2 separate regions of the Mus musculus genome follow, and region 2 is linked to region 1. Evidence: chromatin contacts called from public HiChIP or PLAC-seq data. All regions are on one chromosome and are shown on one strand. The core of a region is the stretch at or near the end of the contact, and the rest is flanking DNA. Distances in the headings are between cores, read along the strand shown.

What was found. HiChIP or PLAC-seq counts read pairs in DNA pulled down with a chosen protein or histone mark.
Region 2: a contact with region 1 is called in an H3K4me3 HiChIP or PLAC-seq map of embryonic stem cells, with 8 times the contacts expected there. The contact joins the promoter of Gpr135 here to the enhancer-like site in region 1. A contact is called at or near these places in 16 of 39 promoter capture datasets (the HPC-7 cell line, HPC-7-derived erythroid cells, the SN4741 cell line and 11 more), 15 of 484 Hi-C or Micro-C datasets (CD4 T cells, CD8 T cells, the G1E-ER4 cell line and 10 more), 26 of 115 datasets of contacts at active chromatin or transcription factors (the 230-238 cell line, astrocytes, bone marrow-derived macrophages and 14 more) and 3 of 9 other capture datasets (adipose tissue, liver and pancreatic islet).

Annotation. Positions count from the first base shown.
Region 1 is chr12:71,811,729-71,818,001 of GRCm38.p6, reverse strand. No RefSeq gene overlaps it. Among named protein-coding and RNA genes, the nearest start is that of Daam1, 16 kb to the left of the region's middle. Within about 2 kb of position 3,946, at least 14 of the 459 cell types and tissues checked have an H3K27ac peak or open chromatin away from gene starts, as enhancers often do. A contact at or near this core is called in embryonic stem cells and trophoblast stem cells, where this site is marked.
Region 2 is chr12:72,067,031-72,073,303 of GRCm38.p6, reverse strand. Gpr135 (G protein-coupled receptor 135) reads left to right here and starts at 2,203. Exons shown (of 1, transcript NM_181752.2): 1 at 2,203-5,330. The coding sequence starts at 2,313. The coding sequence ends at 3,686. Gm3225 (predicted gene 3225) reads right to left here and starts at 2,130. Exons shown (of 2, transcript NR_168042.1): 1 at 1,884-2,130; 2 at 1,289-1,416. It also overlaps a transcript of L3hypdh not described here.

The DNA.
Region 1 (6,273 bases), core at 2,697-5,196:
GTGTGTGTGTTTGTGTTTTCTAGATTAGATATTCTTCATGGGTTCTCTGCAACAAGTACTCGTAAGGACTACTGATCCATCTGTTCAGACCTAAGCTGCTGCTTCTGCTTCCTCTTCCTCTTCCTCCTCTTCCCCTTCCCCTTCCTCCTCCTCCTCTTCTCTTTTCTCTTTTCTTCTTCTTCTTCTTCTTCTTCTTCTTCTTCTTCTTCTTCTTCTTCTTCTTCTTCTTCTTCACCATAAAAAAAAAAAAAAAAAAAAAAAAAAAAAGGATCCCACTGTGTAGCCCAGGCTGGCCTAGAACTTGAGGATCTGCTCTGGTCTTGGTATCCCAAGTCCCAGGGTTATAGAAATGTGCCTCTCTCACCCAGCTGTTAAAGTTCTAAATGCTTTTTTGTAATGAAATGTGGTAAGGTTTTGCTGAGCATTGTAAATGAAATATTGTGATTTCCCAGAACATTATACTATGGTGTTCAGCTTTTTATTGTGTTTCTTTATAGAAATTAAATAAAGCCCACAAAGGACTTTGGGGGGGAGTGAAGGGTGTCCCACAGAGGCATACTTTTAGAGACTTGCTTAATCCTTCAAAATGTGTTTGCGATTTTTTTTTTTAACAAATTCCTCCCTTTGACCTACAGATTTTCTATAACAGGCAAAAGCCGGATTTTAGCTAATCCTTGTTTTGATAATAGCTTACTGGTACAAGCAACCACAGAAGAAATATTTCAAAATTAAATATTATAATCTCATAAGCCTTTCAGGCTTACACTTTAAAATCTCCATATTCCCCACAAAGAGATCTTGTAGGAGCTGGAAAGCTTACGGCCACAGAGGATGGCTTAAGACAAATTGGGTGTGTACATACAAAAGCTGGAGGTAGGTTACAGAAGTATGCATGCATGCTTGACCTACTGATCATCAAGTAAGAAGAATTCAATTTGTAGTCAAACATAAAAAGAGTAATAACAGGTTCTAGCACTGCCTAGTTCAGAACATGTCTTACTGGGCTTGACAATCCACATTCAAGAGCTGGGGACATAGCTCAATTGGCAGAGTGCTTGTCTAGTGTGGTAGTTTGAATAGGTTTGGCCCCATAGATTTATGTGTTTGAATGCTTGGCCCATAGGAGTGGCACTATTAGGAGGTGTGACCTTGTTGGAGAAGGTGTAGCCTTGCTGAAGGAAGTATGTCACTGCAGAGGTAGGTTTTAGGTTCTCCTATGCTCAAGCTCTGCCCAGTGTGGAAGGAATCCAGTCTCCTCCAGGCTGCCTTCTGATCAAGATGTAGAACTCTTACCTCCTCTAGCACCAAGTCTGCCTGCCCAAAGTCATGCTTCCTGCCATGATGATAATGATCTGAACCTCTGAAACTGTAAGCCAGCCCCAGCTCTATGTTTTCCTTTATAAAAGTTGCTTTGGTCATGGTGTCTCTCCACAGTCATTGAAACCTTAATTAAGACATTTAGCATGCGTGAAGGCGGAGTCCCATCCCCAGTACTGCATAACACAGGTCTGGTGATGCAAGTCTGTCATCCCAGCACTCAAGAGGAAGAGGCAGGAGACCCACAAGCTTTAAGTCATCCCTAGCTGCCTAGCAAGCTTGAGGCTATGTTTGAGCTCCATAAGACCTAATCTAAAGAAAACAAAATTTACATTCACATCTAAAATTCTTCCTTCCAAGATTTCTCTTCATAGACCAAGGTCTTCCTGTGGTGAATATTGAATATTCTATATATTCTATTTATGATTCTAATTTCATTGTTCCCCTTTCTTTAAGGAAATACACTCACTTCAAGTTTTCGGCAAAATGGAGTATTTTTGATACTGAATTTCCTTTAGCTGTATTGGCCAGTGATGGTCAGAACTCTATTGTCTTCCCTGGGTCCCCCTTTATTCTTTCGTAATGTGGTTGTCAATTAGTGAGCATAGTCTGTCTACAGATGTGACAATAATGAAAGCACACAAAGACTGATGAGAAGCCACCTGATGTGGCCAGCAGAAGGCAGCTGGCATTGATGATAAATACAATGAATCATTTTTGAAGGAAACTAGACCTTCATGCTCCATAGTGGGGCAAACAGCCATGCAAATCAGAGAATCAAACATACTCCTGACCTTGAGGGACTGAGAGGTTATAAAGATCAAAATAAGAGGAGATCTCTCATCACACCACAGGCAATGTCAACAGAGAAATCTCTTAGCCACTTCAGTGAAGGTTAGAGAGAGAAGTATTTTGAAAATGGAAACTGTCCTGTTTAAAATAGATGGAAAGACAATGGCTTGTTGCTTGGTGGCACCTGCTTACACTTCACTCGTTAGAACGTGACTGTCAGGTAGAAGTGTAAGATAAGCCGATGCCTGCCTGCTTCAAGACTTCTGAGTAGCCACATCTAAACCCGAGCAAAGGCAGTGAATGGGAAAATGGTTGGATAGCAGACACTAGGCTGAGGTTAGGAGCAAGGAGCTCTGGTACACCACAGCAGAGTGCTGACAGACAGTTATGTGCTGTGAGTCACAAAAGGCCAGAGGAAAGGATGTTCACCGTAAAGAAATTATGTAGAGGCTGGAGAGATGGCTCAGAGGGCAAAGAACTTGTCAAACAAGACTGACAACCTGGGTTTAATCTCCAGAACCCAGGGAGAGGTGGAAGGAGAGAACCAAGTCTACAAAACTGTCCTCTAATGTACCCACTCCATACACACATCATGAACACAATAAAGATTAAAATAAGGAACTTAAAAAATATATTTATTTATTATTATATGTAAGTACATTGTAGCTGTCTTCAGACACACCAGAAGAGGGAGTCAGATCTTGTTACAGATGGTTGTGAGCCACCATGTGTTTGCTGGGACTTGAACTCTGGACCTTCGGAAGAGCAGTCGGGTGCTCTTACCCACTAAGCCATCTCACCAGCCCAGGAACATTTTTAAAAGACAAGTGGTAATATGTATTCGAGGAGATACCACATAGCCTATACATACAGGGAACATTATGGGGTAGCCCATTAATGTGTAAAATGTTTATGTGCTTATAAATTAAAAGTTTTTTTTTGTTTTTTTGTTTTTTGTTTTTTGTTTGTTTGCTTTTAGCTGAGGTTGGGGCTAGAGAGATGGCTCAGCAGTTAAGAGTATCGGCTACTCCTGTGGAGTTTTTAAGTTCAGTTCTCAGGACCCATGTACCAGCTCAGACTGTCTGTAACTCCAGGTCCAGGGGATCCAACATCCTCTTCTAGGCACCACTGGTATTGGGTAGATTCATACTCTTATAGAGACACAGGAAAAGCACTCATGGCCATAAAATAGAAAGAAATAATAGCCTAAAAGCTAATATTGCAACTTATTTCTCTAGCCTCAGCAAATATCTAGAAAACAGGTCTGTGATTTTATTAAACTGATTTTGCCTTAAAATAGATATAATTAAAGTAAGCTAATAATTTAATTTGAAAAAGTACATACAGGAGAAATCAACTTTAATATATCTTGATTAACCATACACACGATATTATTTTAAAATACAATTTAAGAATTAGTCACTAGATAGTTTGTAAAGTCTTCAAAATCAGTATATATTTTACACATACCCCATGTCTCAGTCCAGACTAACCTTACTTAAGGTAGATCAATAAACTCTGTGGGGCCAGTATTCCCACGGGAAACACGGCTAACCTAGAACTGTCAACCCAGAGGGGACTCTGTGTCCTACAACTCAAACTTAATGGAGATTTGTGGTATTTCACTTCCTTGCTCCATTTCCACCTGCCATGGCCAGAAACCTGGAACAGACAGGAAGGGAACAGTTTCTTTACATTTAGAAAGGTTTGGGATTTCCAAGGATGATCAGGGAACCCTTGTATCATCTGAGGAATTTAGGGACCTGAGAGAAGTCCTTTGTCAAAAGCAGGCTTTCTTTGTGATGGATCTGAAGCATTCTTTGCATTCTGGGGAATTTGATTTATGTTCTGGCAAACAGCTCTGCTGTCCTTGCGAGGCCTGGGCCTGGCTGTTTGCGCTGTGTCCTCTGTAGTTTGGATTGAAAGGAATTCATCCTTCAGCCCACGCCACCTTTCTTATCTGGGACTACCTGAAATAATGCCCCTCGGAAGCATTTCCTTCTGCCTCTGGTCTCCTTTAAAGGGCCCCGGCTCTTCCTTGAGAGTGGAAGTGAGAACAATGGATTCCATCTCTCTGGTGTTTGGACTTTTTCAAAGCCGACTCACAGGCACCACACTCTGCAGTCGGCCAGGATTGGCACTTTCATGAGGAACTGACTGAAAACTGAAAAATCTCAGCGATCTGACCAGTCTCTGGCAAAGGTTTTCACATTTCAGTATGCAAAGGGATCTATGAGGGTGCCCAGAGCGGGGGCAGTTTTCAAAATTAATTAATTAATTATTTATATTTTTTTCCTGAGACAGGATCATGTTATGTAGATCATGCCATCTTGAACATGCATGTCCTGTTCGTCTGTTTGTTTGTTGTAAAATTAACGTTAGACGCATCTAGGAAGAGGAAACATCCGATTGGCGAGCTTGGTAGGCATTTTCTTGGTTAACGACTGATGTGGGAGGGGCCAGATCACTGCGAGCAGTGCCACTGGGCACCAGGGCAGGTGATCATGAGCCAGAAAGCAGCATCCCTCCATGGCCTCTGCGTCAGGTCCAGCCTCCAGGCTCCTGCTTTGAGTTCCTGCCCTATGTCCCTCAGTGATGGCTAGCTGTGAAGTGAAAAAAAACCTTTTTCCTCCACAATTGGTTTTTGGTTTGGTTTGGTTTGGTTTGGTTTGGTTTGGTTTGGTTTGGTTTGGTTATAGTCTCTGTCACAGCAGTAGAAACCTAACTGGACATTGTGCGTTCTGTGTAACACTGGCACCCTTAAACTTACATCTTTCTACCTTCTCAAGTGCTAGGCTTACAGGTGTTGCGCTGCCATGACCATAGGAAGAACAGATTTGTCTCCTCTTCCTCCTTCTCCTCCTCTTCCTCCTTCTCCTCCTCTTTCTCCTTCTCCTCCTCTTCCTCCTTCTCTTCTTCCTCCTTTTTCTCCTCTTCCTCTCCTCCTCTTTCTTCTTCCTCTTTCTCTTATCATCGTCGTCATCACCATCCTCATCCTCATTAGCCGCGGCGGCGGCAGTGTTATTATTATTAATTTTTTAAAGAAAGGGTCTCACTGTATAGCTCAGGCCGGCCTGGGATTCCCGTACTGATGAGTCTGCCCTTGAGCTCACAGAGCTCCGTCTGCCTCTGGCTCCTGAGTGGTGGGATGAAAAGTTTGTGCCACCACACCCGATATGGAAGTTTATTTTTAACAAGCTCGTCTGCCGCTTCTGAGCCGGGTGCCCTTCCCCCGCCCCCCCCCCTTACAGTTCAGAAACACTGGTGAGGGCTGGAACCCAGGTTCCCAGACCTTGAACTCATTGCTTTGTGCCTAGCCTTGCATTTTACCACGAGCTTGGGTTCGGTTTCTTTGGCTCGGTAGAGGGTTTGCCTGGACAACGTGAAATCCGGAGTGTCTGTTTGTGGGAAGGTTTTCTGGACACGTGTTTATAGAATGAGAGCAGTGTGGGCGCTAAATGGAAACACTGAGCACCACAAGAGGAGCAATTTGCTACTGACCTTTCTTGTCTACACACACTCAAGGTTTTAGGGTTTTTTGTTGTTATTCATTAACTTTATTTTTAATTGGTAAGGCTTCTTCTTCTTCTTCTTCTTCTTCTTCTTCTTCTTCTTCTTCTTCTTCTTCTTCTTCTTCGATAAGTTAGAAAATACAGCTAAGCAAAAACTTACCCATAAACCCAGAAATCCTCACTATCTTAATGATCCATTAATATAACTGCCGTTCTTAAACTTTAACCTCAAACTTTACCGTAAGCTTAAAAAAATGTCTGCCTCTATTCGTTTTTTAAATTGTGTGTGTGTGTGTGTGTGTGTGTGTGTGTGTGTGTGTGTGTGTGTAGGCATGTGCTTGTGGAAGTCAGAGGACAACTTTTCAGACTGGCTGCCCCCTTACACCTCACTGAGGCAAGGGGATCGATCTGATCTGCAGTGAATAACAGGCTGGCTGGCCTGGGAACTTCTTTAAAGATTTGGGTTTCAGAGATTAAACTCTGATCATCAGGTTTTAGGGGCAAGCGCTTTTACCTGCTGCCCTGGTTATCATCACCCGCACTGCCTAGAATCACCTGAAAAAAAAAAAAAAAACTCAGTTAAATAATTGTTTTTATCTTGTTGGCCGCTGGGCATGTCTGTGAGTTGAGTTAGTTGGTGACCAATGTAGGA
Region 2 (6,273 bases), core at 954-3,453, 260 kb before region 1:
GTGAGCTACCATGTGGATAATGGGAACTGAACTCAGGACCTCTGGAAGAGTAGACAATGCTCTTAACCATTGGGCCATCTCTCTAGTCGCCCCAGGAGTCAACTTCATTGACAGATATTGTTATAGCTGCTGCTTGGGTATTGATTTTGCTACAAAGCCCTCATTATCTACACCAACTGGTACCCAAGTGCCACAAAGTCACCATGTAATGCTGCAAAGACCAGCTGGTAACCAAATTTTTGCTAGCTCTTTAGATGGAGCTATTTGGCTTGGGTGTGGTAGTTTGCTTATGTGTTTTGTTTTTTGTTTGTTTGGTTGGTTTTTTTTGGTTGATTTTGTTTCCTTTGGTTCATTAACTGGTTCTAAGGATTGATTCTACAGCCTCAAGCTACATTATTGAAATACAGCTGTGAGGTTAAAAATTAATCTATAAACCTTGTGAAACAAATCTCACGCATTTCTGAAGAGGAATGAGGATGCTCTGAGGGGTAAGGACTGGGCTCCAATAGGAATAGAGAAACTGGCAGAGAAGACATCGGTGCAGATAAGGAGATAAGTGAACCAGGATGGTATGAGGTCCCTCTTGCTTGTTTGAACCAAGTCCCTGTCTGTGGGCCTTGTTTGGTAAAGGTCAGCTGATAGTTTCACTACACCTCCTGTCTGAGTTAAGGTTTCCCTGCTGTGAACAGACACCATGACCAAGGCAACTCTTATAAGGAGAGCATTTAATTGGGCCTGGCTTATGTTAGTTCAGAGGTTCAGTCCATTATCATCAAGGTGGGAACATGGCATCATCCAGGCAGGCATGGTGCAGGAGGAGCTGAGAGTTCTACATCTTCATCTGAAGGCCACTAGGATAAAACTAACTTCCAGGCAGCTTAAAGCCAACACCCATAGTGACTCAGTTCCTCCAACAAGGCCACACCTCCAAATAGTGCCATTCCCTGGGCCAAGCATATTCGAACTACCACACCTCCATAACATTCAGTCTCCACAGTACAGCACATAAATGCTGTCCCGTGAAAACCTTACACATCTCCCATTTACCACCTCCCACACCACTTGCATGGAGCCTGGAATTCAGACACTGTCACCTTCAGGGTTAACCTCTTGCCACCACGTTTGCATTCACTGTATCTCTTCTTCCTTCTCCTCCTCTGCTCCCCACCCCCACCCGGACCCCAATAGTCCAATGTGGTTTGGCATAAAAAGTTTTTATCTACTCCTCTAGCAACGATCTCCATTGAATTTCCTATTAAAATAAAACACTCATCTTGTAATGTATTTGTGTTTTCCTAAGACTTAAAGTCTTATGGGGCAGGGTCTTTTATTTGCTGTTTATTTGGGTTGTTGCAGCTGCTGCCATCCAATGGTGGATACAAAAATACTGTCAATCATCCTCGAATGGAACAGCCCCTACCAACAAAGAACACAAACGTGATGATCTAGCCCAGACGCTGTAAGGCTGATTCTGAGAAACCTTTAAATGCACTTAACTAGTTACCATCCAAAGCCCCGGCCCTTGAACAGTAATGACATCTTCCTTCCTAGATCCACATTCCAGTCCTTGAGAACACCTGTTCAGAAACAGGCTTAAGCGGGAAGCCCAACCTCAGGAATGTTCAATGTGAGCAAGGAGTCTACTGAAACAAATTTGTTCCAGCAGTGATTTTCCAAATGTGGCCCTTGGATCATCATCATCCTCACTATCAATATGAATTCTTGGTACTCATCCCAGAGCTACATTGTCTGAAACTGAGATTAGAACCTAGTCGCTTGTAGCATGACTGATTCTGTTGCCCACTCAAAATGCAGAGGTACTAGAATACCCCACCCCTACCATGTTCAAGATCTCCAGGTGTGGACTCTTTTTCCTTTCCTACCTGTGGAGGCCAGAGACGCCCACAGCAGCATCCCCTCCCCACCAGGGCATCTGTGCTGGACAGGAAGGAGCAAGAGCGCCTCAGCTGAATCTGCCATTCGTTTGCGGGGTGGTCTGGCTTTCTCCGGCCTGCCGGGGTGCCAGAGGTGAACCATGCCTTCTCTCAGACTAGCAGACCCGTGGCTTGGTCACCCTCAGGCTGGGAAAGGAGATAAGGTGGGCCGGCTCTCCTGGGGTACACCGCTAGCGTCCCGCCCCGCGTTCCTGCGTAAATAGGCGGTTCCCTCGGCAACGCCTAGAACCCACGTCAAGGTTCCACCAGTCCCGAGTGGTGACCGAGTCCCACCCACTCCCCGCAGCTGCCGTTCTGGTCCGCACAACCTTTCACCCTGCTGCGGGATGAGCAGAGCGGCGGCCTGCGTGGAACCCCATGGAGGAGCAGGCGCGGCCGCCTGGCCGCCCGGCCGCGAGTGCAACCTTGCAGGGTAGCGCGCATCCGGGAGGGGCGGCTTCCACGGCCACTGCAGCCGCGCTGTCGTTCAGCTCCGTAGCCACGGTAACGCTGGGAAACCAAAGCGATGCGGGCAGGCCGGAGGCAGCGGGGTCTCGGGGACCCGCACCGCTGCTATGGCACGGGGCAGCGGTGGCCGCCCAGGCGCTCGTGCTCCTGCTCATCTTCTTGCTGTCTAGCCTGGGCAACTGCGCGGTGATGGGGGTGATCGTGAAGCATCGGCAGCTGCGCACGGTCACAAACGCCTTCATCCTGTCGCTGTCCCTGTCGGACCTGCTCACTGCGCTGCTCTGCCTACCCGCCGCCTTCCTCGATCTATTCGCGCCTCCCGGAGACTCTGGGCCCTGGCGCAGCTTCTGCGCAGCCAGCCGCTTCTTCAGTTCGTGTTTCGGAATCGTATCCACGTTCAGCGTGGCGCTCATCTCGCTGGACCGCTACTGCGCCATCGTGCGGCCGCCGCGGGACAAGCTGGGCCGGCGGCGCGCGCTGCAGCTGCTGGCAGGAGCGTGGTTGGCTGCGCTGGGCTTCTCCCTGCCCTGGGACCTGCTCAGGGCACCCCGGGAGCCCCCCGCTCCGCAGAGCTTCCACCGCTGCCTTTACAGAACCTCCCCAGACCCTGCGCAGCTGGGCGTCGCCTACAGCGTGGGACTGGTGGTGGCTTGCTACTTGCTGCCCTTCCTACTGATGTGTTTCTGCCGCTACCACATCTGCAAGACCGTGCGCCTGTCGGACGTGCGCGTGCGGCCGATGACCACTTACGCGCGCGTGCTGCGCTTCTTCAGCGAGGTGCGCACAGCCACCACCGTGCTCATCATGATTATCTTTGTCATGTGCTGCTGGGGTCCCTACTGCTTCCTGGTGCTGCTGGCCGCGACCCGGCAGGGTCAGGCCACGCAGGCTCCCTCGCTGCTCAATGTGGCGGCTGTTTGGCTGACCTGGGCCAATGGGGCTATCAACCCGGTCATATATGCCATCCGCAACCCCAACATTTCCATGCTCCTAGGACGCAACCGCGAAGAAGGGTACAGGACTAGAAACATGGATGCTTTTTTGCCTAGCCAAGGCCTAGGTTTTCAAGCCAGAAGTCGCAATCGCCTTCGAAATGGCTGTGCCAACAGGCTTGGGGCTTGCAGCAGGATGCCTTCTTCCAACCCAGCTAGTGGGTCAGGAGGGGAAGTGGTCATGTGGGCTCGAAAAAATCCAGTTGTGCTCTTCTTCCGAGAGGGTCCACCGGACTCAGTTATGGAAGTCGGCAAACTGCATAATTCTGAAACCAGGGACAGCAGCATTTAAGAAGGGCAGGGGTGGACAGCTTGTACATTTCCACCCCTCTCATTGAATGATGTGGGAACCCGGGGAGAATCGTTTATTTAAAACTAAACATAAAGCCAAACATTTAAAACTAAAAAGACAGAAATGGGAGGGTTACTACTTCATTCTCAAATTTAAAATGTAAAAGAACATTCCCTTTCTTCAAATGCGGCCAAGGGAATGTGAAATGCAAAAAAAATAAAAACAATCTTAAGCCACACAACCAAGCACTTTAAGGCGTAAGTGCTAAAAAGCAACAAAAAATAAAATTCACCGTTATTGAAGAGCTCGTGTTACAGGAATCACACTGTGAGACAAAAATCATTGAACTGAACTTAACAGTTGTATTCAAATACTGTTTTTTGTTTGTTTGTTTGTTTGCTTGTTTGTTTCTAATGAACTGAGTCCCTTGGATCTGTTTGAAGGCCCCTGTACTTTCACCAGAATTCAGCAGACCTTCAGATTCTAGAGCCTGCATGGCTGACCTGCTTCGGGTGCTCAGAGCAGAAACTTAGGCAGAGCAGAAACGTCATTACGCAGATTGGTGTGCTCTCCCGGAATTTTTGTGCAAGATTTTAAATTTAGAGTTTATTTTAAAAGACTTCTGGATTTTTTAAAGGTCTTTTATTACTAGATATAATTCAGCGGTCCAAAGGGCAAAGAGAACATACTGTAGTTGTTTAAACAGAAGTCTAATATTATACATAAAAACCAATGTTTCTTTTAAGCCCGTTTTAGCCCCCAAATTATCTGTCTTGGAAAATCACAGCTGTGTCCTTCCTAGAAACTGTTCCTGTTTGATAGCTTGTATGGGTGCCACTCCAAATGTTTTCATTAATAATAATAATAATAATAATAATAATAATAATAATAATAATTTTCATACTAGAAAAAAATCTTTCTCTATTGGGGCAACTTTTTTATAGAGCCCAAACTGTAATTTGAAATCAAATTCTTTGAATATAGTGAGTGATGTTAAATATGTATGTAGGCATACATATTACACATATAGTACTGGCTTTCCTATTTAGCCTTTAACTGCCAAATGTGATTCCAAAATGGAATTCTAAAAGTAGTTTGAAAAGTATGACCACGTTCTTGGAATAGCCATAGAACGTCCTAAGAGGACATACGTTCTATTTAGAAGTTTCGGTATGCTTTAGTAGCAGATTGCTGCCTTACAGGTATATTATAGTCATCATTACAAAGATAATTGGTTTTTGGGTTACAAGGTGGGATAAAAGTCCATTGGCACAAGGTTGGAGAGATACCTCAAGCCAACTGAAAATATTTTCAGAAATTTGCAAAAAATCTTTTAATAACTCAGAAGCACAATCTAGAGCTCTGTGTGTGTGAAATGTCTCACACTGAACGTCCCTTGGGACTTGTTGCCCTGCCTGACTCTGCTTCTCTCTTACCCAGTGTTCCATCGCTTTAGCTGAACACGCACTTTAAAAAGTATGAAACTGCATCTGTTATGTGAAGATTTCACTATGTGAACTAGCCAGCATTACATAAATGTCAAGCATTTAAGATGTTCATTCTCCTGTGAGTCTCCATGTGCCGAGTGAATGTACATTGCTTTGTAATCAAAGATGGAAATACATGATTTGTACCTTGACGAGCAAAGATGTTTTGTTTTGTTTTTTTTCTAATTCCCTGGAAGTTTGTAAGTTACCTGGGTATGTTATTGCTACAGTCAATGTAGCACAAAGGTGATGGGGGGGGGGGGGGGGAGAAATCTCTCCTTTCTAAAGCCTATTATAAGGTTACAGGCTTAATGCAACCAGATCTGGGATTTGAGGAGAAACCACAGTCTAGCCATTGTGAAATTTATATAGCACAGAGACTCTTATTTTGTAGAAAGATTATGCGATTAGATGAAGGAGGCAGTAGTGTTACAAAGTGGGGGATCACCTACGAAGAACTGAGGAAAGGAGTCAAACAATAGGCGTGGTGCGAAAGAAACCTGAGAGATGTAAGGGGGGTGCGGGGGGTGAAATCTAACAGATTGGAAGCCACGGGGTGATAGTTTGAGGGGCTTTACAGAAGAAGGGGAATTGCCTTCTGCATTGTCAGGGAAAGAAAATGGTCATGAAAGAGACCATTCTAGAAGCCATTCTGGTAGTGGTTCTTAGGATCCTCTCTGGCAATTAAAGAGGGAGAAAAAAAGTCCCTAGTTAAGTTGATGGCCGGTGTGTATGTGCCTGCGTGCATATGCATTGACTTTCCACTTTCCGCCATGTGGCTATTAAATGGTTGAAGTGGGATTTGCCCTGCAATCTGTTTAGCGTTGTGGCCCTTCCCTTCCCTGTGTCACGCAAGGAATGAGGGTGAGAAGTTATGGCACCGTGCTCGCCATCTCCACCCTCCTCGATCTCTTTGCTTTTATTTTAGCTAAGGTCTGTTTCCTTGGTGCTGAAGCAACCAGCAGGTTCACAGAGGTAAGAACCATCCACAGTCAGGACTCCTTACTCGGAAGGGATGGGAGGGAAGACAGGGAAAGGGGAGGGAAGAGATATCCCTTTCAGAGGAGTGTCAAGGAAAGGAGATGAACTTGGAAGCATAA